4 separate regions of the Danio rerio genome follow, and regions 1, 3 and 4 are each linked to region 2. The links are chromatin contacts, called in public HiCAR-type and Micro-C maps. All regions are on one chromosome and are shown on one strand. Each heading gives the region's core, a stretch centred on a gene start, on an enhancer-like site or on the middle of the called end of the contact. The rest is flanking DNA. Distances are from core to core; before and after follow the strand shown.

Region 1 (6,458 bases), core at 3,245-5,744, 240 kb before region 2:
GGAGGGCTATATATATATATATATATATATATATATATATTTTTTTTTTTTTTTTTCCCTTTTTTTAAGAGTATTAAAGAATTTTTTCATTCATTTGAATATTTTTTCTAAACCTCTACTAACAACAGCCTAATCAAACTTATTGTCAGTTACTATACCTACCGAAGAAATATGGTAACTGTGTTGTTTTAACACAGTTAACTCGAGCTTGAGTCTAATGATGAAACACTGTGAGATCAAATTTTTTAAAGCAAACTTCCATTCCAAGCACATCAATATGAGAAAGATGGTTCCTTACCACATTTTTATCTACTTTATGGTATTTTGAGATCATATCTGTGTAATAGGTGCATGATTGTGTGTGCACATTGCAAAAGTGTGGAATGTATGCTTCATATATATATATATATATATATATATATATATATATATATATATATATATGAATATATATATATATATATATATATATATATATATATATATATATATATATTAGGGGTGTAACGATATTATAACCGAACCGAAATATCGCGATACACCAGCCACGATACGTATCGCGAAACTCTCGTGGCGTATCGCGGTACTCTCACTCCCCCTGCTGCCCATTGTTGAGGTTGACGTCACTTGTCTCTAACTAATTGAACCAATTTAAACACATCTTTATTATCACATTTAATTAAATTGTTTTAGTAATGATGAGGTTTTGTTCTAAATATTATATTCTAAAGTTAGTATTTAAGTGCATGTCATGTCATGTGACTTGAGTGAGCATCACACTTGTTACTACTGGACGCAGTATGGCTGCTTTACATAGTACTGAGATTGCAGATCCCCCAGACACATTTAAGTCATCTGTGTGGAAACATTTTGGTTTTCCAGTTGAGTACAGGAATAGAATTCGTGTCGTAGACAAAGCGCCTGCCTATCTGTCTTAACTGTTTCACGAAACTTACTTGTAAGGAAAAACATTTTAAAAGTGTGGTAATTTCACAATGTGAGGGTGTAAGCAACAAACTGCCAACAAAAGTGATTTAATGTACAAAAGTGAAACCAGAATAATGCCCAAATATACAAAAAAAGAGAAATATTTACACTAATAAAAATAATATACTAAAGTAACAAATTCAAACAAAAGTATCAAACAAAAATTAGTTAAACTCTAGCAAGGGGGTGATAGTGAAGACAAACAAAAGAAATAAATATAATAAAACAATTCTAACTCATGAATAACCCCTTATCTCGCTAAAACTGATGAAAAGAAAAAAAAGGTCTTCAGCGCCGAGCGCCGCATTCTTCCCTATACTGAATAAAATAAACAAAGATGACCTTCACCTCTTACCTGATGTCTTTAGCAATACATTTTCTACGTGTTTGCAAAATGGAAATCGTATGACATTTTCCCTATTCACCTTACACTAAGAGTGAACAGCCTATATTGTCGGGAAGGAGCGGATCCAAAAAATAATATACAAATCAATTGAAATAAAAATGTACAAACCTCACAAAATTACTTAAAGTGGGCAAAAGTAATGCAAAATAATTTTGCCCAAACGAAAGTTAAGCAAAAACAACGAAAATCATAATCATGTCAGAATAATACACGAAAAACGAGATCAAAGGAAAAAGCGCTCTCTCTCCCGCTCTTCCTGAATTGCTTTTCACATTCCCGCGCTGCGTCACCAAATGATGATAGATCGGTCTCCTGACCAATCAGCTGTCAAAAAGGTGGACCTACAGAAATGACAGGCAGCAGCTGTCATGAAGGCGGACCTACAGAAATGACCGGCATAGAGGGAGCGGGAGAGAGAGAGAGAGATCGAGAGGCAAACATACAGCCGGCTACAACCCTAACATTAGTTTCTGACACAACTGCAATGTATTTTACTGGTGAATATGTCATGTAAAAACACTTTACAAACACATTATATGTATATTTTTTCATTAATTTAAACGGAAACCTATCTATCTAACTGAAACCATAGATAATCAAAAATGAGCGTGTGTGTCTGCACAGAGATCAAGTCTCTCATCGGAGAATGTGGATATTATGGTGTTTTTGAAGAAGATCTTTCACTAGTCTACACTGCAGTTATTTATTTAATTTTAGTTTACTTAGTTAAGATGGCTGCACTAAAGAGAATAGTTTTTTTTCTGACTAGTCTATATTGGAGGTATTTATTTAATTTTAGTTGTTTACTCGGGTATCCTGACTGTACTAAAAAAGCGATGACAAAGTTAATAAAGAAAAAGTTAAGATGTTCTTTTTATTAAGTGAATTTTCTCTTAGCATTGCTGTTAACATGACATTAACCCTAACCCCACAGCAAACAGAAACCGAACCGTACCGAACCGAACCGTGGCTCCAAAACCGTGAACCGAACCGTGCCTTTGGTGTATCGTTACACCCCTAATATATATATATATATATATATATATATATATATATATATATATGAATATAGATGAAAATTTTCTATCAAAATACTTAGTATTATAGTGTCTTGTTTTTTTTTTTTTTTTAAATACCGTAAAATACTTTGTAAGAAGTCTACATGATGATTTGATAAAAATGCAACCTCAAATTGATGCTTTAAAAAAAAAAACTGGTGCTCAGGGGGGTAAAGGGGGTAAACTAAGAGGGTAAGCCTTCCAGTTAAAGAAGAACTGAAAAACTCTTGGTAAATTAAGTAAACTGCTTAAATAATAGTAGATCTGGATGGGTTGCAATGTACTGTAGATGCCAAGACAATAAGACAAACAACATAAAAATAGGTCCTGCAGTGGCAATTCCTATACTTCATTGGCGTTTTCAAATGCCAGAATTTTGATCATAAAAAGATAACTTGCAAAACCATGACTTATGGAAATAACTAAAACTGGATATTTTAGTAGCTTATAAAAATCAATGTTTTACATCAAGTATTGAAGATTTTATTTGTCAAAAAAATTTATTTATTTAAAAAATGATGTGAACAAAAAAAATTAAATAAACTTTTCGTATATCACCCTTTTAAGATATAAGACTGTTAAGAGATGGTGTCAATTTTACTGGCCATACAATGGATGCAAACACAATGAAGAAATATGTTCCAGCTCATTATCTGCATTAAATGTTTTACAGTCATTAAAGTGATCATCTTTAAAACAGGAGTTTCTGTATGAAACTTGTACAAAATCTATACTAAAAATTAAAGAGAAACACAAGTTTATGAATATCTTGAGAAGAGAAGCTAACTTAAACTTGCTCAGAGAAATACTGTTGCTGTCAAACATTGTTTACTTCACTTCAGTCAGTTTAATGGTGAAGGGATGGATCAAATGTCGATTAATGGAAGGTTTGTTAAGAAATGTCATGCTCCCTTGTAAAACTATTTTGTAGTATTTTTTAAAGTACAAAATACAAGCAGTATTTAATTTTGGTACTTGTTGTGGCTGCTGTATTTTGTAGTTTATTTTGATACATGTAAAATTTATGTATTTGGTTTTGTATTTTAAAATATGTATTTTATGTATTCTGTCCATCCCTGATTACTTGGATACTGAACATGTAACGTTACATTTAAATATATATATATATATATATATATATATATATATATATATATATATATATATATATATATATATATATATATATATATATATATATGTGTGTGTGTGTGACAACAAAAATATTTAAATATACATTTTAAGCTATCGGTCTCAAAGATGCGTTCAGCATAAAGAAAAAAAATATAACATTAACTTAATGTTCATGTATAACAACGGAGAAAACTATGGACCTCTAGAGGACACTAGCCGCCAAGAGCAAAGAAATCAAGAAACCAAGCGTAAGAACCTATTAACCACTTATGTTTAATTAGAAAGGAAAAATATCGTTCAGTGCGTCAAACTTAATTCACAGTGTATTGAATTAACACTTTAAAAGCAATGTATGTGACCTGCGTCTATACAAACTCGCAGTGTGTATCATGTACATCCTCTAAAGGCCGCACTGCACTGACTTAGCTACATTACAAGCTCATTACTCATTCTGTGCATCTACAGCTCATACATTATACGCTGTGAGATACATTACAAAATACAGTTCCGTGCAGTTCAAGTATAGTTGCGCATTAAGGCTAGCTATAAAAGCTCGTTTTTCAATTGACCAACTCCGCACTTCATTCAGAGGCAAGAAGTGCCTAACGTTAGTACAAAGCGCGCTACATGGGGTGTTCGCGAACAAGAGTGCAAAACAAAAAGTTACGACTGTTAAAACGTCTCAATTACAATGTAGTAATTGATTATCATACTTCGCATGGAGGTACTAAATCCTCCACGAGTGTTCTCCGCATATTACCCGATGCAAGACTCGGGATATCAACACACCGTGTTACATCTTACAAACAACTCTATTTACTGCATAAACCACAGCAAAATAGCTTACCTTCTTGTCGATTATTCTTTAAGGATTGAAGAAATATGACATATTTTCGAATGAATTTGCATATCATGGCAAGTTGACATCGGACAGGTCTACTTCCTCAGCGTTTATTCGTTTGTTGAAACACACAGCCGTTTTGGGGCTCTAGCCAATAAACGCAGACCTCGCTTCTTATAAGAACCAATAGAAGCTCGCAGATGAAGAATCGCGGACTCGTCGATTACAGTTGGTCTCAAACCTGGCATTAGCATTTGGAGCATAGCATTGGAGCCGCGGCTTTTACCCACTGAAAGGTTTCCCTGATGAAAGCTTGTTTGTGATATTGTATAATGAATCGGAGATAAACATATTCCATTACTAAATATGATGATTATTCTAACAACAGTAAAGCATTCTTATATGAGCAATACACAGTTAAGACATAAGTAAAGAAGCAGACAAAGTAGTTTTACATGTTTTTATTAAACTTGCATAAAAGTGTAAAAACTGGGCAAAAAACAAATCAGTTTAGTATTGCTACAATATACTTTTTTTTCCTTTAAAAGGTATGACCTCGAGCACAAATTCTAACATTTCCAAAATCTGTATTATTATTTTTTTTTAAAGTCAAGTTAATTATTTTAATCTGCACGTCCCATTGGACACAACAGAGAAATCAACAGTACTACAAGGTCCACACAACAGATGATTAAATTTTGTTAATAAATGTTAATGCATCTAAAATTGCTCCAAATATAGTCAACTTCCTTTCCTAGAAAAAAAAAGAATCACTGAAAGTACAATTTTATTTATTCTAGAAAATTCAACTTGTGTAGGTCTTTTCTATTTCCTTTCCCCCTTGTGTATTTATCTAACATGATTTTATTTATTTGGTTGTCAGAACGAATGTAACCTAAGGCAGCATCTGAAAGTATAAACATGACTGTCATGTAAAATGAAATGCAGATGGGCAGGTAAAAAAAATAGGGAAAAAGTAAAATAAATGTTTTTATTAATAATGAAAAAATAAAACAAGTGGACATCTGTCATTCTACCTGACTTCATATCACTCCCAAGCGAATGACAGGATGAGTTTCAGTGAATGATTCATATACTGTAGATGTGTTAGTATGTGATAGAAATCGCTATCCTAAAACTCCTGCTAGAAATGTTGGATTGGTGAATTTCAAGAGCACCGAGTGAGAGTATTAGCCCTCTTATTATAGTATTTGATTGGCTGAGACAAAAAGAGCAGATGGCATCCTTGGAAAGATGATTTAGGAGAGTCACGTGAGAGGATTAATTTTTTTACATACGTTTGCCAGTGACTGTGACGTACTGCAGCATGTCTAGCCTGCTATCATCCAGTCCCTCCCTATCTCTGAAAGAGTCAGCATGCACATCTGTGAATGTTTGTGTGTGTGAGGCCCAAGAGCCGCAGCTGTGGTTGTGGTAGTGTACGTGGTAATTTCTCCTGATCCCTGAGGGTGGTGATGCCCATGGATTTGTGTGTGTGTGTGTGTGTGTGTGTGTGTGTGTGTGTGTGTGTGTGTGTGTGTGTGTGTGTGTGTGTGTTTTTGTGTGTGTGTGTGTGTGTGTGTGTGTGTGTGTGTGTGTGTGTGTATAAGACAGGGGGAAATTAAAGTATCAAAGCCTCACTGTTCCCTCCCCTGTTAATATCACAAATCTGAAGTAACTCCCTTGCTTCAAACAGCTTTGATTGCTTTATTTATTGTTTTTTTCCTTTTAATTAAAATGTTCTTTAATGTTCCTGAACACTTATTTAAAGAAAAAAAAAGAAAAAATCCACAAGGCCGCTTCTGTCTGATCTCCTCTGAAGTCATTTTAAACCAAGGAACGTCACAGTTTCACAACTGATTTAGTCCATGTGTTCATTGAGACAGTGCAGGGAGCTCTGAAACCATATTTAAAAGGTACAATTCTAAGAAAACTAATTCATAAAAATAACATTATACTATGCATAAAGACTAATATGCACAATAATGTGTAACAACAAGAAAAGAATACATTCCAAAACATTTCAAAATTC
Region 2 (7,147 bases), core at 581-3,080:
ATTAACTTGACTGAGACTTGACACTGATATGGTCCATGTTTGGCCCTTGTCTGGAAGCTAGACTTGGTCCAGTCATGTACTGTAATTCAGGGCGGCATGTGGGCCAAGCAAAACCTAGTTGTGTTGGCCAAAGAAATTTTGCTATGCTGGCCTGGAGAGTCGTGGGACAATGACAGGGGGTAGCTTGGAGATTTCTAAGTCAAATAAATTTTATGAAATTATTAGAATTACCATATTTTAATCATAATCCACAGAAGATATAAATAGTACTTTATAGTTGCAACAACATGCAAATAAAAAAAAACATCAGCTTTTCAATTCTTTTTTTCATAGGATTGTGGGTTTACATTAGATTAACAACTTAGCAATTGCGTCAGCTGCAGCAGATTGATTTTTTAACACAAGGTTAAACTTCCTGACACCTTTATCGCTATCAGATACATTCAAAATAAATGCAGGCCACAAATTAACATTAAGTTTGATCTCTGAGTGGCGGTCTTCAAAATCAAACCAAGAACAGACTTGTGCTCCAAACATTGTGTCCACCAGTCTCTTTAAGTGAGGTTAAGATTAAACTGCAAAAATTAATTAATGACAACATAAATTATAATCTTATAATTATAATTGCACTTTTTGTGTTGTCAATCTGCTCGTGTTTGTGGGGGTCGTGATTCACTGGCATTGCTTTGGGGGTCATGGGCTGAAAAGTTTACGAACCCCAGCTGTAGATCACTTCTATTCAGTCTTGTTCCTTTAATAATAGAGTTTGTGGTTTTATTTGTTTGTTTTTACCAGGGATGCCCAAACTAGGCAACATCTGGATGCAGCTTTTGTGGTGCAAGTTGAAGTTGCATTACTCAGAGATGCAGTGTCAGAGACAATGCACTCAATGGAGATAGTGACGACACTGTGAAGGGAAGGGTAAGGGGTGGGGTGAGGTGACCACATTAAAAAGCATTGGATGCAGCTCAGATTGCATCTGCACCAAGTCTGTAGCCAGACTCCTCTTAAATTAGAGCCCACAGGTCAAAATTTGCCCACAGTAACCTTTGATTTGGCCCGCCATCCCATCTGAGAAGAGAGGAAGAATATTGGCATGGTTTAGAGATTGTCATTTTCTAATTTAATGTAACCTTGTTTTTTTTTTTTATCATTTAAAGCTAACTGAAATTAAATGGTGTAAATTAATCAGATTTAGTTTAAATGTTCATACTCTCACCCAACGGATAGAGGACAAATCAAGGCAGAGGCAGATTCTGCTTGATTAGTGTAGTGTGATTGTTTATGTTTTTAATTGCAATAAGTTATTTTTTATGTTATACTGCATTAATTAATATTATTTAAAGTAATGTTTTTGATTTACTTTCAAGTCTTATGAAATAAACTAGATTACTAAATTACCCATGGCAACTTTAATGTACAGTAGCATGGTATATTTACCTTCGGCCCACGGCTCTCAATGATATTTGGCTTTTATATTGAAAAGTTTGGGCATCCCTGATTTATACCATAGATCACTTCTCATTAATCTCCTTTCTTTATGATCTCTAAGGAGTGTATATTTTTTTTAATCTAAATAACTAATTTATTTACAGAATGTAGGGTCCATTTTACATGTTGTGGCTAGGCAGATGTAATAAATAATAATAATAATAATAATAATAATAATAATAATAATAATAATAATAAAAATAATAATAATAATAATAATAATAATAATAAATAAAATCTAACATGAAACTTGTAGCAATGGCGCCATCTGTTGCCCATCATTAGTTGTCTCGTCGCATGTTCTAGAGAGTTCTAGGTGCATTGTGGGTACCTCACCCGGCACCGTCCTCCTCTATTCCGCAATCATGATGGTGAGTGTGTACATGCCTGTTTTACCTTCAAATCCTTTGTCATCTGTCCATTTTACTTTATTCTTGGTGTTTTGACATAAAAGCCTGGGGACAATATAGCATAAAGTACATGTTTCTTCGATTATTTTTGTTTTCAATGAATTCATAAGCTGACGTTTTTCATTGATGCTAGTTAGCTTTGTGGCTAACGATTCATTCTTCAATTTGAGAATGCCAGTTTGAATTATGAGCTTTGTATTGTGACCCAACGTGCAAAATGCGACGTCTGTGTAATAATGTGCACATTTTTTTTATTATGCTTTTATTTTATTTTTTTCTTCGGATTGTTTTAATCGTATAGGTTGATAAAGGATGCCATGGTTTAGTTTAGCATCATTTAGGTAACGTCAATGGAGAAAGAGCTAACGGTAATGATCTTTTACCTTTAAAACCTCAAGGGTTGTTCCTCTCAGCTGTCACTCCAAAAAACGTAATGGAACGGTTTTTTTTCTAGGACAAAGACTTTTTTATTACAGACACACAAAGATGTTAGCGATTTTTGCTTATGACAGCAAGTTGTTTGTATGACAGCAAGTCGTTTGAGAAACCCTGAACAGCCTTTAACTATTAGACGCTAATGTTTTTATGATTTCCAAGTAACTTTTATGAAGCATATTTAAACCTTTTCAGAAAAAAGTGATTTACACACTTGGTAAGATTATAATAATCTGCATAATATGGAGAATGTCAGTATTATTATATATGTGTACTAGTTTGGTTTTCTCTTAAGAGTACTAAAATTAGTTGTCATTAAAAAAGGCGACGTATTAATGATAATGCATTAATTCTTGAATTTTTTCCTACAGTCCACTCCAGTCATCCTCTTGAAAGAGGGCACAGACACCTCTCAGGGGGTCCCACAACTGGTCAGCAACATAAATGCCTGCCAGGTTGTGGCAGAGGCTGTGCGGACCACCCTTGGCCCCCGTGGCATGGACAAGCTTGTGGTGGATAACCGAGGTTAGTCAGCAATTCTGTATTTTAAATAGAAGTGTTGTTATAACTGTAAAGATATAAGTTGCACATTAATGTGATGCCCTGTCGTTTAATGCTTTTACAGGCAAAGCCACTATTTCTAATGATGGAGCCACAATTCTGAAGCTTTTGGATGTTGTGCATCCTGCAGCCAAGACTCTGGTGGACATTGCTAGATCTCAAGATGCTGAGGTAAGATGACCTCTTCATTTTTATGGATTTAGTCCAATAGTTTTCTAGACACAAAAATAACGGAATTAGGGCTGTGTGATTAATCAAAATCGAATCACACTCGCGATTACCAAAAAAAAGAGGCTGCGATATAAAATATGTATTGTTTAATTTCCCCTCCCATTGCAAACGCAAGCATAGTGAATGTTAGTGATGCCCACAAAAAAAAAAAAACAGGAAAGCGTGGACGAGTGGGATGCTGTCTGCTGCTTCAGAAGCATTAATAGATTAATTAATATCAAAGAAAAGCAGGACATCGGCAATATGGGATAATTTTGGTTTCAAAGTCACAAAAAATTCAAGTTTAATGTTTTCACAACTTCATCTGTATTTCGTGTGCATTCACAGCTTACTATACAGGTATGTATGTCGTGTGTGGTGACTGACTGTTATGTACTATAAAAATATAATTTGTCATTTCATTTTTATAGGACAGTTATATATAGATGCAATAGTTGCAGAATTTTAAAGCAGCTCACCAATTTGAATGGTTCTTATTGGATATTATGTTATTCAAGGCGACTATACACATGACTTTAAGGAGAGCTTATGACCTACTAACTAAACTTTATGATCATGTTAACACATTTAGTTACAAACTAGCTAGTAGTTGCAAAGCCCCTAGTGAGGACTTTACCTTCAGCTGGTGCAGCTCTATTCAGAAGATAGCTAATGTCATAACACACTAACTTGCCTCACTAAAGACACAATGCCTTGTAATGCTGTGACCAAAGAGGGATTAAAAAAAAAACTCATCTAAATGCAGGATAGGAGATATACACTACAATCTTGCACCTATTTTAGCCATTTTGGATAATCACAGCTGTATGTTTAACGTCATGGTATATTGTGAAGCATCTGTGATAATTATTTTTGTTTTAGACATTATAAGCTACAGAAAGGCACTTATCAACCGTATTTGTTTGCTTGGTGTTCTGTATTTTTATAATTATTATTATTATTTGTATGTATAATAGGCTATACTATGTCCCTAATTTGAGTTCAACTTGTTAACCGAAAGCTAAGGTCATTTTCTTTGTGTTTGCTCTAGAGAAAAATGCGTGTTTCATTTTTTAATATTTTAAACCAATTTGAATAAATGTTTAAGTTAACATTGTTTCAGCTCCTTTATTATTATTTTTTTACTTACTGCATTTTAGCAGTAGGAAGCTACGTTACACATTGAGTTGAAGCTTGACCATAAAGTTAAATGGCAAATCAAATCAAAATCGCAATATGTCAAAAAAATTGCACTTACAAATTTTCCCCAAATTGCACAGCCCTAATTAGAATGATGTGCTATTAGTAATACCTTGGGGGATTTATTTTTTTTTTTTTTAAGATTTAATTAAAAATCTCCCAAACATTTTTTTATTATTGTTATAATATTTTTATTATCATGTTTTTATTATAATTTATTGTTATGTTTTATTATCAATATTATCAAAATGTTATTATTGTTTTTTTGTAGGGTCATTATTACTGGTTTTCTCGGTATACTGATACTAATACTCAATAACACTTCCATTTCCATCAAAATTCTTTTAGCTCATTTTAAACTTAAAATAAAAAAATGAGTTCATGGATTTTGTGTGGGCAGTGTGATGATAGAATGCAGAATATAGTATATTGTAGAAGTTATGATGTAACAAATGCTTCTCTGCTACAAATTATTGACAGAATTGTAAATGTACAGATGTGCTAACATGTGTCTCTGTTTGTTTATTCAGGTCGGAGATGGTACCACTTCAGTGACTCTGCTTGCTGCTGAGTTTCTGAAGCAGTTGAAACCGTATGTGGAAGAAGGGCTTCACCCACAGACCATCATCAGAGCATTCCGCATCGCCACCCAACTTGCTGTCAAAAAGATCAAAGAAATCGCTGTTACCATCAAAAAGGATGACAAACAGTGAGTCTGGACCTCAGTCATATGTTCACAAAACATAATGATCACACATGTGATATGTTCTCTTTTGCCACTATAGAGAACAGAGGAGGTTGTTGGAGAAGTGTGCTGCTACAGCTTTGAACTCCAAGCTGATAGCAGGGCAGAAGGATTTCTTCTCCAAGATGGTGGTGGATGCAGTGATGATGCTGGATGATCTGCTGCCTCTGAAGATGATTGGAGTGAAGAAGGTGCAGGGTGGTGCTCTGGAGGTGAGAGGGGAGTAATGTTGAAGGATCAGGGTAATGTTACTAAGTGAGAATTTGGCTTTGCTTACACGTCCTTTCTGATTGGTCATTGTTATTGTGCAAGTGCTAAAATCTGTGTGATCTCAATTTTTTTTTTGGTTGATGATGAAAGCATCATTAGGGCCTAAGGCTACATGTCTTGTAAGACAGATTTTAGGACACAATAAGCCATCGAGTTTAAATGGGGGGAAACTGTGTATCATACACTGAATAACTGAAGTTGTTGAGATTTAAGGCATAGTTCAGCCAAAAAATTCTGTCATCATTTACTCATCCTTCATTTGTTGTAGACCTGTTTGAGTTGCTCTACTCTGAGTAGCAGGAATACATTTAAACAAAAATGTGAAAACCTGTAACTATTGGCTTCCATAGTATTTGTTATTTCTAATATACTTGTCAATGACTTAAGGTTTTAATTTTTTTTTATCATCTTTTATGTTTAAGGGTGCAGTAGGTCACCTGCCAGAATGCTAGCATTAGCATAATGGCTTGGAAATTTTATGATCCTTACCTGCCATCCAAAGCCATGCCTTCTTAAGTTATGAACACGCACTGATTAGATATATCACTGGATCATGTCATTCACCAGTTAGAAAACGCATGCACTTTATTAAGCCTAGTTGTTGACAGGCCAGCATTTGCAGAATTATGTTTCCCGAAAACTGTCACAGGCTGTCACTGTTTAAAAATGAATAAATGTGCGAATATAAATCAAACTTTACCTTAGTAAAGCTGGTAAGTCAGAAGAGCACATTTACTTATGTTTTATTATTAAGCCAAATAAAAATTAGATCAGAAAAAATGAGAGCTAAGAACAGAAATATCTTGTCATCTTTTTACATTACACTTATGTTAACAATACCAAGATAATGAGTGACGTTTCATTTTCAATGGTAAAATCACAGCTTGCATATCCTCATACATCACTTGTTTTCATCTCCTTTTACACTTGAACAACTAAATGAAAGCTTAGGTCTATTTAACTGACTTTATAATCGATGCTGTAAAAGGTACTTCATGAACTTGAAAATAGCCAATCTTTTGCTAGACGTCTTCAGTGGCTAAACAACACTTCCATGCATATAAATCCACTCATAAACAAGAACCCCGTCTACATCAGCTGTGCATGGCTAAAATATAAATGGTGAAAACAAGAAAAAAACAGTTTCTGTCAGTGAGATATGAAAATTACTTATTTGAAATAAGTTTTATCTTTATGTGCCCACTGTTAATAGTATGATTTTGGTTTAGATTTTATTGCAGAGAAAATAAGACTTATTTCATAGTTTCACAGTTTTCTTTGCAGCTTTCCTTGTACATATGTCTTAATGTTTGTACCTTTGCTCCAGAAAATACACTAGTTAAGAATGTCACTTTTTGCTATGTGATCATAAGGTACAATAAAAGTTGTATTTTGTATTTATACAAAATCAACCAAGTATGATTTTTAAAGACACCATATTAAGGGAAAATTACTCAAGTAACATTGAGGCAAGTGCAATTCTAACCTACACATTTTTGTCCATCAGGAGTCTCAGCTTGTGGCTGGTGTGGCATTTAAGAAGACTTTCTCTTATGCTGGTTTTGAGATGCAGCCCAAGCGTTACATGAACCCAAAAATTGCCCTGCTCAACATTGAGCTGGAGTTGAAGGCAGAGAAGGACAATGCCGAGGTTCGCGTCAACTCAGTGGAGGTCAGTACTGCCCCTTAATTGCCACAGGTTGTAGAATGAAATATTCCTTTTGATTGTCGAGGCCTTTTTCTTAAATCTGATTAGGGCTAAAAAAGAGCTGTAAAGAAATGTGCAAACATTTTGACTTCAAGATGCTGTCAGTAACCAAAAACC
Region 3 (6,463 bases), core at 3,371-5,870, 200 kb before region 2:
TGATTTATCAGGGTTTGCCACAGCGGAATAAACCACTTTATATGGATGTAACTCAGCCAGTGGAGATCGCTGATTTTTAAGGTAAACAGACCTTAAATTCACAGATTTTGTAACAACATGCAGTATACCAGAGGCGCTTGACTAGGTTACTGACAAATTAAAAGTTCTTCCTCATACTAACATATTACTCTGGCATAAGTTTTATGCAGCAGATGCCCTTCCAGCCACAACCCAGCACTGGGAAACACCAAAACATTCTCCTATTCACACAAACAGTCACACACTATGGCCAATTTGGTCAATCCAATCCACCTATACCGCATGTCTTTGAACTGTGGGGGAAATCGCAGCATCCAAACGAACACACAAAAAGCCAACTGGCCCAGCCGGGACAGTATTAACCACTAAGCCACCGTGCCACCCTATTTTAAAGATTTTTTTTAAAACTAAAATTAATAAAATTAATTTTAAAAAATTATATCACAAACATCATTTGTAAGTAAGTACGTACGTAATGTATATTTATATAGCGCATTTATTGTGTATGACCATACACCGAAAAGTACTTCACAATCATGAGGAGGGTCTCTCCACACCACCACCAGTGTGTAGTGTACCATTTGGGACGCAGCTATGTCCTCTTGCGCAGGTACAGAACTTGGCTCTTGCTTTTGTTGGCTTTTGTCCATTTAGTGTGTTCACAAGCAGCTTTTAGTCTAGACGCAATCCAACGCAAAGCAAAAACACGGTTGTTTTAAATGGTGCTAGTTGCTTAGCATTGCCTTGGAGTGTCCCAGACCTAAAAGCATGCTGATTGGCTGTTGTTGTATACGCCTGCTGTGTGACTGGCTCGCAGATTAGTCCAAATAGTGTAAAAATGACCAGAGCTTATCATCATTAATAATATAAAGTTATCATGATTCAATATGATATTGTTTACGGGACCAGCCCTAGAAACAAATACAAGCCCTTGTACTTTAGCAAGGTCATACACTGTTCATATGTACAGATGTCATTTATACCTAAAGTCCAAATAAAAGGCTTGCTTCGAAATTATATGTGACAGCATTAGACATGTGCCGATAGCTAACAATTCAATATATCATGATAATGAGCATACTTAATGTGTAATAACATGTTGAAAACTGACTACAAGTGATAATCATTTTATTAAATCTTTATAATCTTTTTGCAATTAATTTATTTGAAATAAAAAATGGAATAATACCAGTTAAAGTAACTTTTTTTTGCAACCTAGGTCAATATTGTAATAATATTTTATGATATAAATGTCAGCAATTAAATTGCAAAATGAAAATTGGATACCATCATAATCCTAGACAGCATGTGTTAAAATGAACTTGTGTGTAGCAAAGTGAAATACACTGTTTGAGTGTTAATGAGCTTTTCTTCTTCTTTCCTCTCAACGCCATCCTTGTGCTGCTGGCCAAAACCACAGCTGTCCCTCTCTAAACCTCAGTGCCTCCAACTCTTTCACAGACCGTCTGTTAGTCTCCATCAATGATTGTCTGTTTACTTCTCCCCTGATTTTGGCATCCTCTTTTTTTAAGTTCAGGTTTTTTAAATTTTAAGTGCCATCGTTCCCAGTGTCAAAATGACTCATCATGAAATGAGAATGTTTCAGTTCCAGTAATTTACTAGTCAAGAATTACACAAACACATACACTCACTAAGCTTAAAAAATGATTTTGTTCCTTCATGTTTTACCCTTCCAGTCAGTAATTGTGTTTTCTCCAGCCTTTTATTATCCACAGCTATTTAACCAAGCCACATCTGTAACGTTAGTACTAAAGCATTTCTTCATCTAGTCTTTTGAAATACTACACACTCAAATCCAGGCAAACTAAACACTCACTGTGAGGAAAGTGAGAATCTAATATCTTGATTGCTTCTTTCTATGGCAATTTGCCATGCCAACTCCTTCCATGCCGAGACTGGTCTCACTTCCAAAAATTCAAGTAGTTTTAAATGAAAAGGATTAAGACTCTCGAGGGATTGCCACGTCATGCATTATTGTTAACTTTAAAGCTAAAAAAAATTGGAAAAGCGGATTTAACATGCTGACATGGGTCTTGGATGGTGTGAGGAAGCAAGTATATGTTCATACGTGGCTGTGTTGTTTATAGACTCTGAGAGGGTATAGGCGACTTGAGAAGTATGCCAAACCACATGTTCATTTTTTTATAGAAGCACCGAAGGTTCCTTCCAAATATAGGTTTATGGTAAATCTCATAACTCTTTTCTGACTTCCTGTAAAAGAAGCTTTCAAAATGATTACTTTAGTATATTGTTAAATAGTCTTTGGTGCTCATTTGTATATTTACTAACACTGACAAACAACGACTTTAACATTAGTGCGTTTTCATTTTAAAACAGCATTTTACAATGAAAATGCTCCTAGTCTAGAGTAACGTTTTTATTGTGTTTCCGAAACGTGAGCTGTATCCACACTATACAGCCTAAAATCTATATATGACAAGTGTGAGGTTTACGAGCCAGGAAGGCTCGTAGTGGGTTCTCAAAGGATATAAAAAAAATGAGAAAACGTCAAAATGATGGCACAACTCGCTGATATAATGTGTAAAGTGATGGTTTATTTACAGTGTACGAGAGTGAAACCCAAAACCCAGCAAAGTAGCAAAACAAACAAAAATAAAAGAACAAATAAACAACAAACATTTTTTAGATGCAATAAAACTGTAAATGCTATCTGAAGTTTTCCTCTAAAATGTATCAAGCTCCTGTGTGTATGTTCAGTAATATCACTTTTATGGCAAAGAATAAGTCCTTTTCGTGGCCTTTAAAGTAAAATATCTCAACATCAACAAAGGAGGCTGAGAAAAATGTTAATTTTTAATTGCACGTAGAGGTTTTTGCATCTGAACTCTTCATATAATGGTTTGAATAGCCTTGCCTCAGTTTTCAAAAGTTTGCGTTTGTTTTTTATTTGTGTATTTACATCTGAAAGACAAATCGGCAGTGCATCTATATGACGATTCCTGTCAGATGTTAAAAAGAAAATATTTTAAAAGATGTTTATAATTTAAAACATTTTTCTGATCATTGAACATCAATGAACACATCATTGAACAGATTATTGAACATTGAAGAAATGTTCCTGCTTGAAAAATATTTATGTCGTGCAGTAGGCCTATACTACTAGCTATCTGGGGAGTAGCTACTTCACAAATTAACAATTTACAGTAAATTCAATAAAATCATTGAGGGTAGCTTACATGAATTCAGCTAGTTCACACATCAGTTAATTTATAGTGTGGGTCAAATATGACTTTATGGAATCCTGTCTGAAATACAGATTTATAGCAGTTATGTAGGCCTAGAAGTAGGCATACACACATTTTGTTTATTTGTGTGTTTGTTTGCTTGCTTGTCAACCTAATGGTAGAACTATGTAGCTTGCACAGGATGGATGTGTCCCTGAGCAAATCTTTATTAAATCTAATAAATTAAAACCCCAGTGCTTGAGTTACAAGGGGAAACCCCTTAATTTCGTGCTTTAATTCGTAGTCAATCTCCTTGTCACTCAACTGTACAAATTTATTTAGCAGCGAACAAGGCGTACTTTGGATGACGTCACCGAGATTGCGCGAAGGTATATAAAGTAATAGGCTACAACGTAATAATTAAAGCGCTCTCCCTTTAACGCTTAAAGTGTCTGTAAATAGAATGTGGGTCAGTTGCAGATTGGCGCTTAAACACAATTGCATTCTCCTCTTCGCTTGTAATATTACGGTGACTGCGATAACTGAGCATTGCATTGTCTATCTATAATAATTAATATTGAATAGATTGACTTGTTGATGTTTTTGTTTAGTTTATAAACTACCTCAAACTAACCTTCTGGACTTATTTTTAGCAAAGCGTCTGTAAACGACTCTTACCTCGCAGTCGTAGAGATCCGTTAGCTGGTCAATAATCCACTCTTCCAAATTAAGTCTTTTTCTCAGTTCTTTCCGGTCATATTTCACTGTGACCCGTCCTTGCTTGCGGACCGGGGTCTCGGTTTCTTCAGTTGATCCGGTGGGCGTCTGGAAGTAAACGCGAGCTTGCTGGCTCGATTCTGGACTTGTTACCGCCGCCATAGTCCGCAATGATGTAAATAACCGGCTGGTACAGTAGATCTGGTTTTCTTCCCCGTATTTGTTTAGCTGTGTGATTTAAAAAGGCCACTAATGGAGATGTTATTCTAGCTTTCTCGCAGAGCTCAATGACATCTGGCAACTCTTTGATAATATAAATAAAGTCACATAAAACTACTTCCAGTTTTGATTATTTGTTACGCTGAGTCTTGTCTCAAATTGTCGAGTCGCTAAAAAGCACTTACAGGACTGCAAACCGCGTGTCTCTTTTTTCTTTACAAAGTAGCTAGAACAGCAACAAATGCTCTGATCACTTAAAATAACTGCGTGCCCCTCGTAGCCTACTATCTAGAACTTAAGTAAAGATGGAAGCCGTTAGCAATGATTTATCCTTTAACTTAAAGAGAACCGGTACTTTTTTTGCAATTCAAAGCAATAAAACGAAAACAAACAGTGCAGTGTCCCCCTTCTTTTTTGTCCTTCCTTTCCCCCTCCTCTCTCTTCCTACTCTGCTTCCCTCACACGAGTTGTGTATGTGTAACCCCCTTTGAGCAACGGCTGTCCTTTCTCTCCCTCCCTCTCTGTCAGTCTCTCTCCCTCTCCCTCCCTTGTCTCTAACGCTGACTAATAAGTTCACCCAACCCTCTCTTCAGGCTAAATACATGTAGATAATCCTGTTATTTCAACTGTGATGTTAAAATGAGTGAGGAATAAAAACAAAAGGATTCCTTGATGGCAACATATATAGGTGTGACATATTTGAACTTTAGGTCTGCTTTATTTTATCTAGCCTATTCATCAGTATTTTAGTCTATTGTTTTATTGATTAGGAAATGAAAGTGTATAAAGGGGATCAAAAATGGCAGATCCTATACAGCAAATTGCAAATCATAAAATTTTATTTGTGTAAACACACACACACACACATACACTGTTCCCAAGTTTAACCCTTATGTTGGACACGTATCAATTTCCATAAACAAAGTGTGTTTTTAATACTTTTTTTTTTTAATTAAAGAGTCTTAATAGGGGGTTCACCCAAAAATGAAAATTCCATTCCTCTTTGTGATTTCAAACCTTTATAAGTTTCCTTCTTTTGTTAAAAACAACTCAAATAGGGTTTGAACAAGTGAAGGGTAAGTAAATAATGACAGAATTAGAATTTTTGTGTGAACTATTCCTTTGTACAATATATTCACAGTGTATTACCTTCTCATTACAGGCCTGCTGATTAGTTACTCACATATTCATAAAACACACCAACATGTTTGCACAGCTGAAAAAAAAAAATTCACTATTTTTTGTTATTTACTATTTTTTGTTAGGTGTAAAAAATATTTTTGGCTGTATTTAAACAAACAAAGCTGAACATTTCTAATTTTAATTAGTTTAATTAAATTTAACACATTGAGTAAGCTAAATTGACTGTAGTGTATGTGTGTGAATGAGTGTGGATGTTTCCCAGTGATAGGTTGCAGCTTGAAAGGCATCCACTGCGTAAAACATATGCTGAATAAGTTGGTGGTTCATTCTGCTGTGGCGACCCCTGATTAATAAAGGGGCTGAAAAAAATTAATGAAATTCAACACATCACATATATGACACAGAATTATTAGCCTTCCATTGACTTTTATTTATTTTTTTTATATTTCACAAGTGATGTTTAACAGAGCAAGGAAATTTTCACAGTAGGCCTATGTCTGATAATATTTTTTTTTCTGGAGAAAGTCTTGTTTTTTTTTTATTTCGGCTAGAATAAAAGCAGTTTTTGGTTGTTTTTGAAAGCCATTTTAAGGTCAAAATAATTAGCACCTTTAAGCTATATATTTTTTCGTTTTCGATAGTCTACAGAACAAACCATTGTTATACAATGATTTGCCTAATTACTCTAACCTGCCTAGTTAACCAAATTAACCTAGTTAAGCCTTTAAATGTCACTTTAAGCTGTATAGAAGTTTCTTGAAAAATATCTAGTCAAATATTATTTACTGTCATCATGACAAAGATAAAAATAAATCAATTATTAGAGATGAGTTATTAAAACTGTTATGTTTAGAAATGTGCTAAAAAAATCTTCTTTCCATTAAACAGAAGTTGAGGAAAAAATAAATAGGGGGCTAATCATTCTGACTTCAACTGTAAATTGTTTGCAACAATTTTGAAAACATAATTTTTTCAGTGTAGAGGGAATGATGAAACCATAAACAGGAAACCGTCTACCAACAGTCTACCCAGAGTATACATTTAGAGTCAAAAGGCATAACTGCAGAACATGCTCATGATAAACAGAACATGGTTATCCATTGGTATAGCTGCTAATATAATTACTTTTAAAGTTATTG
Region 4 (7,277 bases), core at 2,123-4,622, 130 kb before region 2:
AGGCATGGGATGATAACCGTTTTCCAGGTATACCGCGGTTTGGAAAAGTCAAGGTTTTAAAACTGTCAAAATTTTCTGTAATACCATTCCTAAGGTATGTGTAAGATTTTTTATTTACTTTTTTGTTTGTTTTTTTAGTACAACAGTATCTCCAGCAGAAAACATATCCAAAGATGCCGTTTTAAATTGTAAAGAAATCTGGGTTTTTCAAACAAATGAAGAGAGCAGAAGTCAATGATTCATTTTTATTATTGAGCTTGACATGTTTACTGCTCTAAAATTAAAAATATATAAAAAAAATATTTTCTCAAATTAAAATATATTATGTACAGAGGAGAAAAAAAAGTTTTTTTTACCCAGATATTAAAAAAAAATATATATATATATTTTAGAGCAGTACTCAAAAAACCATAAAACCAGGATATTTTGATCTAAGGTTATCATACCGTTGCAATCTTATACCGGCCCCTACCTAGTACACAGTTTGACTGTCAATGGGAAATTATTGTATGCAATATTGTTTGAAGTAAGGTAGATACATAAAGAAGATACATACAGTTTACTCTAAACATTTATTTATTTATTTACTTTTTTATTTACTTAATTACTTATTTAAATTGTATAATTAAACTCCATATTGTCATAACCATGGATGTCTCAGTAGGATTTCTTAGTAAATTCTGTTTTTTTGTTTGTGTTTTTGAATGACATTGTAATGTTTATTATTTGCACTCATCATCTCTTTGATCTGTCTTTTTGCGTATCTTCTAGGAAGCGGAAATCCTGGACATGAGTCATATCAGGGACACCAGGACAGGGAAGTTTGCTAAGACGCCAAAGGTAAGTTTTACAGTATGTATGCCTAAGTTGGAAAGTGTCAGTATGAAGCTTACGTTTAGAAAGGCTCATATGGCAAGATGGGGGTGGTAAAGTTTGTTTGTGTTTTTAGGACCAACGTATTCGTGAAATGTTGTTTTCGGGCAAAGCAGATGGGAACTCTGACTCAAGGCTGCTAACGGTCGTCTACGGCAACGACCTGGTCAACATCTCTTTCCTCAACTTCCAAGCTGTGCAGGATGGCTATTGCAAGGTAACCACGACAACCAGTCCTTGTCACCAGGAGACCATGTCCCTGCTATTACTCCCTCTTGCTCCGTCCTGCTTTTCTGCATGCTACTGTAGCTTTAAGTGTACATTTTTGTTTGTATTTTCTAATTCAGAAATGCTCAAACCATCAGGCCAAAATTGGCCCATGGTAACATTTGATTTAGCCCGCCATCCCATCTGACAGTGGTTTAGAGATTGTCATTTGTGATTGAATGTACCCTTTTATCTGTTTGTTTTATTGTTTAGCTACAAAAATAAATTTAATTTAATCTGAAATTAAATGTTTCTATATAAATGGTGTAAATGAATAAGATATAGTTTCAAATGTACATACGACAGATCAAGGACAATGCAGAGACTTTGGTGGGCAAATCAAGGCAAAGGCAGAATCTGCTTGACTAGTATATTCAGCATACAACAACTCCACTGTGTTATAAATATGATTGTTTATGTTTTTATTGGAACAAGTTATAATTTAAAAAGTTATACTGCATTAGTTAATACAATTCAAAGTAAACTTTTATATTTATTATGAAAAAATATTTTGACTCAGGAAATTTCCTATGGCAACTTTAATGTCTAATAGTTTGGTATATTTTTCTACGGCTCACAGAACTCAATGATATTTGGTTTTTGGTCCTTCATACGAAAAGGTTTGGGCACTTCTGATCAAATTATCATAGACATTGTTTTATGTTAAACCTCAAAAGCTTGGCACTCATGAAGCACGATTTATTTCTATGATTTACTAAATAAATGCCTTAATTCATTTAAGAAGGTTTGATTTTTTTGTGATTTGGGTTTCCAGTTGTGGACGGATGAACTGTTTAAACTTGCCACAAATATGCTGTCCCAGAATGCTTCCCGCAACACCTTCTTACTCAAAGCGTGAGTTTTCTGTTTGTCTAAAAGCATTGTGTGATGCCAAGTGACATGTTAGTGGAGCAAACATACGAAAAGCTTTCACTGAGCTTTAAATATACAGGTATATATAATGTACTGTACATCTCACTATGCAACTTTATCACTCAAAATTGTGACTTTTGTATCTCATATTGCAACATTATACAGTAACTCTCAGTTGCTACTTCTTATCTCTGTAACTTATTATTGCAGGTTTAATCCTTAAATTACAACTTATAGCTAAAATTGACACATTTGTAACATAATTGCAGCTTTAATTCTGAAAAATGCACTTTAATATGTTACTACGGGATCTTTATATCTCACTGTCTGATCTAAGTCCAACTAGACCTGACAAAAGTTCAAGCCAGGTTTCCATGTTTAACTTTAGCTTTGCCTCAGAGTTGGTTTTGTAATTGAAGGTCACACATGGTCTTAAAAGTTTAGCTCAGTCAAACATTGAAAGTTCTACTACTCATAATGAGGAAAAAAAAAGTTATACAGGTTTGGAAAGTAAATGGCACAAATTTTCAGTTTTGGGTGAGCTTTAATATACAAGCACGATTTGGGTTTGTTCACTCCAGAATAAAAAAAATAAAACTATTATTTGCTTTGCTGTCTTGTCTGAGGCAGTGCTGGTAGTGCAGGATGATTGTTGATGATTGCTGGTAATTTTACAAAGTACATTAGATTTTCTTTTTGCAGAAGTACAAATAATAACTGTAAGCTAATGATGAGTGATAGTAGTTTGTCTCTCAGTCTTTTTTTTTTTTTTTTTTTGTAATAGTTACACAAAGCTAAAGTTGCAGGTAACTCAGGATGGGAAAATCCCAGTAAAGAAGTGAGTAAATACAAGCTTTCTTACTCAAACACAGTTAAGTTCTAGTTCTTCAGGCTTTTGTTGCTAATCTACCACTTCTTCTTTTGTTATCCCTTTCACTTCTTCTCTTTTTCTTTCTCTTTCACTTCTGTTAGCATCCTAAAAATGTTCTCGGATAAGAAACGTGTGGAGATGGCGCTGGAGCACTGCGGTCTTATCTTTAACAGGGTAATCAATCATGCACCGATCATCTCTATTACATGTTAAACCCTTTATTGTCAGTCTGCTGAGCTTTTATAGTCTCTTTCTTGTTTGTTAATTCATTGTTTTCGAAGTAGTGTTTTTTTTTCCCCCAAAATGATGCACACTTGCTAAGTAAGTTTTATCGTCATTTAAAACTAATCACGTCTTTTACACTTTATGGTGATCTATGCTTAGTCCTTTTATGGCTTAGTTTGGACACAGAAGCTGATCTTAAATGTGTCTACATATTTCTTGTCTTGCACTGCCCTCTGCAGGGTGAACTTAAAAATGAACTGAATCAGGTAGAGAACCCAGGGTAAACACCAGGGGTCGCACAACTGACATGTCTAGTTAATGACCGACTGTTTTAACAACCCCAGAAGCATAGTGCACAATATATAACAAAATGTTTACTTGCATTAGCCAACCGATGCAGTGCGTCTGATTTTATTTATTTATTTTTTGCTGTATTTCCTATATTTAGAAAAAAATGTATTTGTATTTATTATGCAGAAAATAACTTTACAAAGACACAATATGAACAAAGAGAAGTATTTATGAATGTAAAACTTCACCAATCAATAATCAATAGGTGTATCCCATCTATTTTTTATTTTATTTTTTTTATTAATGTAAGGAGCACGTTAGATTAACATAAAGTTCAAAATGGTTTATGCAGCTATGGCTCAGTGTTGTAGAACCAGTTTTACATCTTGTATTGTGAACATTGTGTGCTTACACAATCTTTAAAGATAATTTGCGTTTTAAAGTAATATTCTCAAAGGGGGTGTTAGACAAAAAAGCTTTTAGGTATGCTGTCACTAAAGGTGCTTTTGTGGAAGGAAGTGACTTTGAACTTAACCTCTTCATTTTATCTGTCTCTTTATCTGTATATCTGTCGATTTATCATACATCCATCCAGGTGGACGGTATAAAACCAGATGACTTCACCTGGGAAATGTTCCAGAACTTTTTAAACAAACTAAGTCCCAGACCAGAGGTGGAGCGAATTTTTGTAGATCTGTGAGTGAACAGGATTTAACAGTAGTGATATAAATATTGTATGCCAAAAAACGTAATTTTGACAGTTTAATTCACGTTTAAACATGTTTAAATACAAAATTTCTTCATTATTTTGTTTTATTGAGTGTGTCCAAATACTTATTTGTAGCAGTTAATGTGTTTAGAACTGATGTTTGAAATTATGCATTACACAGTGTTTCTAATGGGCAATTCTCTACAATTCTGTGTGTAGAGGGTCTAAAGGGAAGCCCTTCTTGTCCTTGGATCAGTTGATGGACTTCATAAATCGCAAACAGAGGGATTCACGACTAAATGAGGTTCTTTACCCTCCACTCAAACGAGATCAGGTCCGCCAGCTCATGGAGAAATATGAGACCAACACCAGCCAGCTGGAGAGAGGTATGAGTGCACACTCACAGACATTGGTCATACGTAGGCCTATATGGAATCTGTGCGTGCAGAAATCCGCAGATTTCCACAGATTCTTAGCCCATTGTTAAGTCTATGTATTTACTTGTGTAAATGTGTGTAAATGTATTTGTATTAAGTTTTTTTTATTTAATTTGACTAATATTATTGTAATATCATAATAGGAATGGTAAAATGTTCATATGATTTATTCATAATACAGTTTGTGAAGTAATATTTTCTAGTAGATTTAGTAGATATATTAAATGAGACTTGCTTTGTTTACCAAAGAACTGTATGTAATTGGATTTGCATTAGATACATTATTTTTCTTTCCAATATTAAGTTTTTGGTTATGATACTACTAAAATCATTCTGCATAAATCTGCAGATTTTTATTTTTTTTTTACAAAATTCTCATCAAAAATAGTAAAAAAAAAAATGTTTGCAGATTCTGTCTGGTCCTAGTCATATGGTAAAGATGAGTCTGATTGCAATTTGATTTACATGTCTATGTGTGAGCAGATCAGATCTCCCTGATGAGCTTCACAAAGTATCTTGGCGGAGAGGAAAACACTGTGGTTCCCCCTGAGAGGCTGGACATTATCGATGATATGAACCAGCCGCTGTCCCACTATTTCATCAACTCATCACACAACACATACCTTACGGGTACACAAACACACATTCTATTAGACAGGAACAAAGTAATGTGCATATCTTGAACTGTGTCTTTCTAACTTCAGTGGGGCAGCTGACAGGCCTGTCTTCAGTTGAGATGTACAGACAGGTGTTGCTGACAGGATGCCGCTGTATAGAGCTGGATTGTTGGAAGGGCCGCCCACCTGAAGAAGAGCCAATCATCACTCATGGTTTCACCATGACAACTGAGATCCCATTCAAGGTTTGTGTATGGCCTTATCTCAGAGTCTGTGACTTCATCATATTTCACCCCCTGTCTGAACTGCAAAGAGAAATGGTGTCTATAAGGTTTTGTTGTTTGCCCTTTCAGGATGTGATTGAAGCCATTGCTGAAAGTGCTTTCAAGACGTCACCTTACCCTCTCATCCTGTCCTTTGAGAACCACGTGGACTCGTAAGTGCAAAGTTTGATTATGTGGTTAATGCGTGTTGTTTTGCCATTGTGTATATCTTACCTTGGTTGTTGTTTTCTTTTAGAGCAAAGCAGCAGGCTAAAATGGCTGAATATTGTCGCTCAATGTTTGGGGATGCGCTGCTCATTGACCCACTGGACAAATATCCGGTGGGTTGTTCATCACCATAAAACCAAATTTATCAAACTTTAGTTGTCAGAAGTTTAAGACAATCTATCAATGTAAGTATGTAAGGAGCATGATGTCCAATGAACTTGATAGTTTGCGCAAAAATATAAAATGACAGATTGATCATAACCCAGAGTAAGTAATAATTGAAAATGACAGATTGATTTGGCCTTTATCATTGAGAGATCATGTTGTTTTTCAGCTGGTTCCTGGTCAACAACTCCCAAGCCCCCAGGAGCTGTTGGGGAAGATCTTGATCAAGAACAAGAAGAAACATCACCACAGGGCCTCTAACGGTGGGAGCATCCGACGCAAGGATGGGACAGATGAACAGTCTTCACCTTTGAATGGTGTGTGTACACATGCAAGCATACCAAAATATAACCTAATCTGCTCCAGCACAGAAGTGACTGTGATTTCAATGATCACAAAATGCATCAAAACAAATGTGATGATTATTTAAATGTTTATAGCAACTTGAGAACACGCATCATACTGTGTATCTATATATGATTTGGATGTGTGCATATAGAAATTAAGTTTGCACATTGAGGTACTAGCCAAGACATGAGCACAATGGTCAAACACTTTAGTTGAGCGTGTTTACAAGGAAAAATGAAAAAAACGGTAACTGTAATCTGTGTGAATGGCTTGTTAGAATGCACATCAGTGTTTCCTACATCAGCAGATCATGTTGTGTGTTGTTGGACAGGGCAACCTGTGATGTCCAATTAGTGTATTAGGCCCTCAAGAGCCAATTCCTATAATGAATCAAGCTTCTGATGCTGATGTGATTTTTATTCTAACAGCATTCTCACTCACTGAACAGTGAACAATTCCGTCACAGTTAACTGCCTTGTGTGTTTTTAACTACCTTTCCGCTTCTGCTCTTTTGTGATGAAGCATTTTTAAATCATGAATTATTCTTGTGGGCCATTTTATTCTGCATCTCCCTCAAATGGACACGATTATGCAGTTATTTCATAAACACATCATTTACATGTACTCAACCTCATGTAATTCCAAACCAGTGTGATTCAAATCCAAATGTATTGAGCTCTTTTTGGGGTAAATGAGAATATAAATGTATACATCGTCCTTTTTTTTTCATTTTCCCATTTCATTTTCCATTAAAACCCATTCATTATGAGATTTGTGTTTAGATTGTCCATTGTCTGATGGGGATGTGGGCCAGCTCATGTCCAATGGGGGTGAGAAGCTTGCAGAGAGGATGGCCAAAGACCATGATAACAGCAAATCTATTGGTGGGTTTGTGCCTAGATGACATGAGGTCTCAGCCTTCAGGATGGAGAATGGTGTCAATTAGGCACTAGTATGGCAGTTCACAGATAATGTATTTATAGTGTGTTTAAAACCTTTGTGTCTTTGTGTGTGTGTGTATTATGTTTTAATATTGCTTTATAGATCGGGGAGATGGTGAGAGTGATGAGGAGGAGGAAGAGGAACCCATTCCAGATCCAAAGAAACACA

What was found. Hi-C and Micro-C count contacts between places; a contact is called where the count stands out from the background. HiCAR-type assays count read pairs that join an accessible place to other places.
Region 1: a Micro-C map of caudal fin shows a contact between it and region 2, with 2.8 times the contacts expected there. The contact joins the promoter of brms1 here to the promoter of cct7 in region 2. A contact is called at or near these places in 2 of 18 Hi-C or Micro-C datasets (caudal fin and hematopoietic stem cells).
Region 3: a contact with region 2 is called in a HiCAR-type map of caudal fin, with 4 times the contacts expected there. The contact joins the promoter of ppp1r14bb here to the promoter of cct7 in region 2. A contact is called at or near these places in 3 of 18 Hi-C or Micro-C datasets (caudal fin, embryo and hematopoietic stem cells) and 1 of 4 datasets of contacts at active chromatin or transcription factors (caudal fin).
Region 4: a contact with region 2 is called in a Micro-C map of caudal fin, with 5 times the contacts expected there. The contact joins the enhancer-like site here to the promoter of cct7 in region 2. A contact is called at or near these places in 4 of 18 Hi-C or Micro-C datasets (caudal fin, embryo, hematopoietic stem cells and 1 more) and 1 of 4 datasets of contacts at active chromatin or transcription factors (caudal fin).

The regions. Positions count from the first base shown.
Region 1 is chr7:63,170,865-63,177,322 of GRCz12tu, reverse strand. brms1 (BRMS1 transcriptional repressor and anoikis regulator) reads right to left here and starts at 4,494. Exons shown (of 10, transcript NM_200097.1): 1 at 4,433-4,494. ppp1r14bb (protein phosphatase 1, regulatory (inhibitor) subunit 14Bb) reads right to left here. Exons shown (of 5, transcript NM_001002692.1): 4 at 6,032-6,458; 5 at 4,873-5,935.
Region 2 is chr7:62,926,691-62,933,837 of GRCz12tu, reverse strand. It overlaps cct7 (chaperonin containing TCP1, subunit 7 (eta)), which reads left to right and starts at 1,830. Exons shown (of 11, transcript NM_173248.1): 1 at 1,830-1,862; 2 at 2,708-2,861; 3 at 2,962-3,068; 4 at 4,838-5,016; 5 at 5,093-5,264; 6 at 6,830-6,994. The coding sequence starts at 1,857.
Region 3 is chr7:63,133,440-63,139,902 of GRCz12tu, reverse strand. It overlaps ppp1r14bb (protein phosphatase 1, regulatory (inhibitor) subunit 14Bb), which reads right to left and starts at 4,620. Exons shown (of 5, transcript NM_001002692.1): 1 at 3,924-4,620. The coding sequence starts at 4,124.
Region 4 is chr7:63,057,861-63,065,137 of GRCz12tu, reverse strand. It overlaps plcb3 (phospholipase C, beta 3 (phosphatidylinositol-specific)), which reads left to right. Exons shown (of 34, transcript NM_001122773.1): 3 at 772-840; 4 at 950-1,090; 5 at 1,916-1,995; 6 at 2,798-2,851; 7 at 2,986-3,058; 8 at 3,996-4,096; 9 at 4,329-4,495; 10 at 5,030-5,176; 11 at 5,251-5,408; 12 at 5,517-5,599; 13 at 5,683-5,767; 14 at 5,989-6,136; 15 at 6,950-7,051; 16 at 7,212-7,277. Among named protein-coding and RNA genes, the nearest start is that of plcb3, 66 kb to the left of the region's middle. Within about 2 kb of position 3,372, at least 8 of the 62 cell types and tissues checked have an H3K27ac peak or open chromatin away from gene starts, as enhancers often do. A contact at or near this core is called in caudal fin, where this site is marked.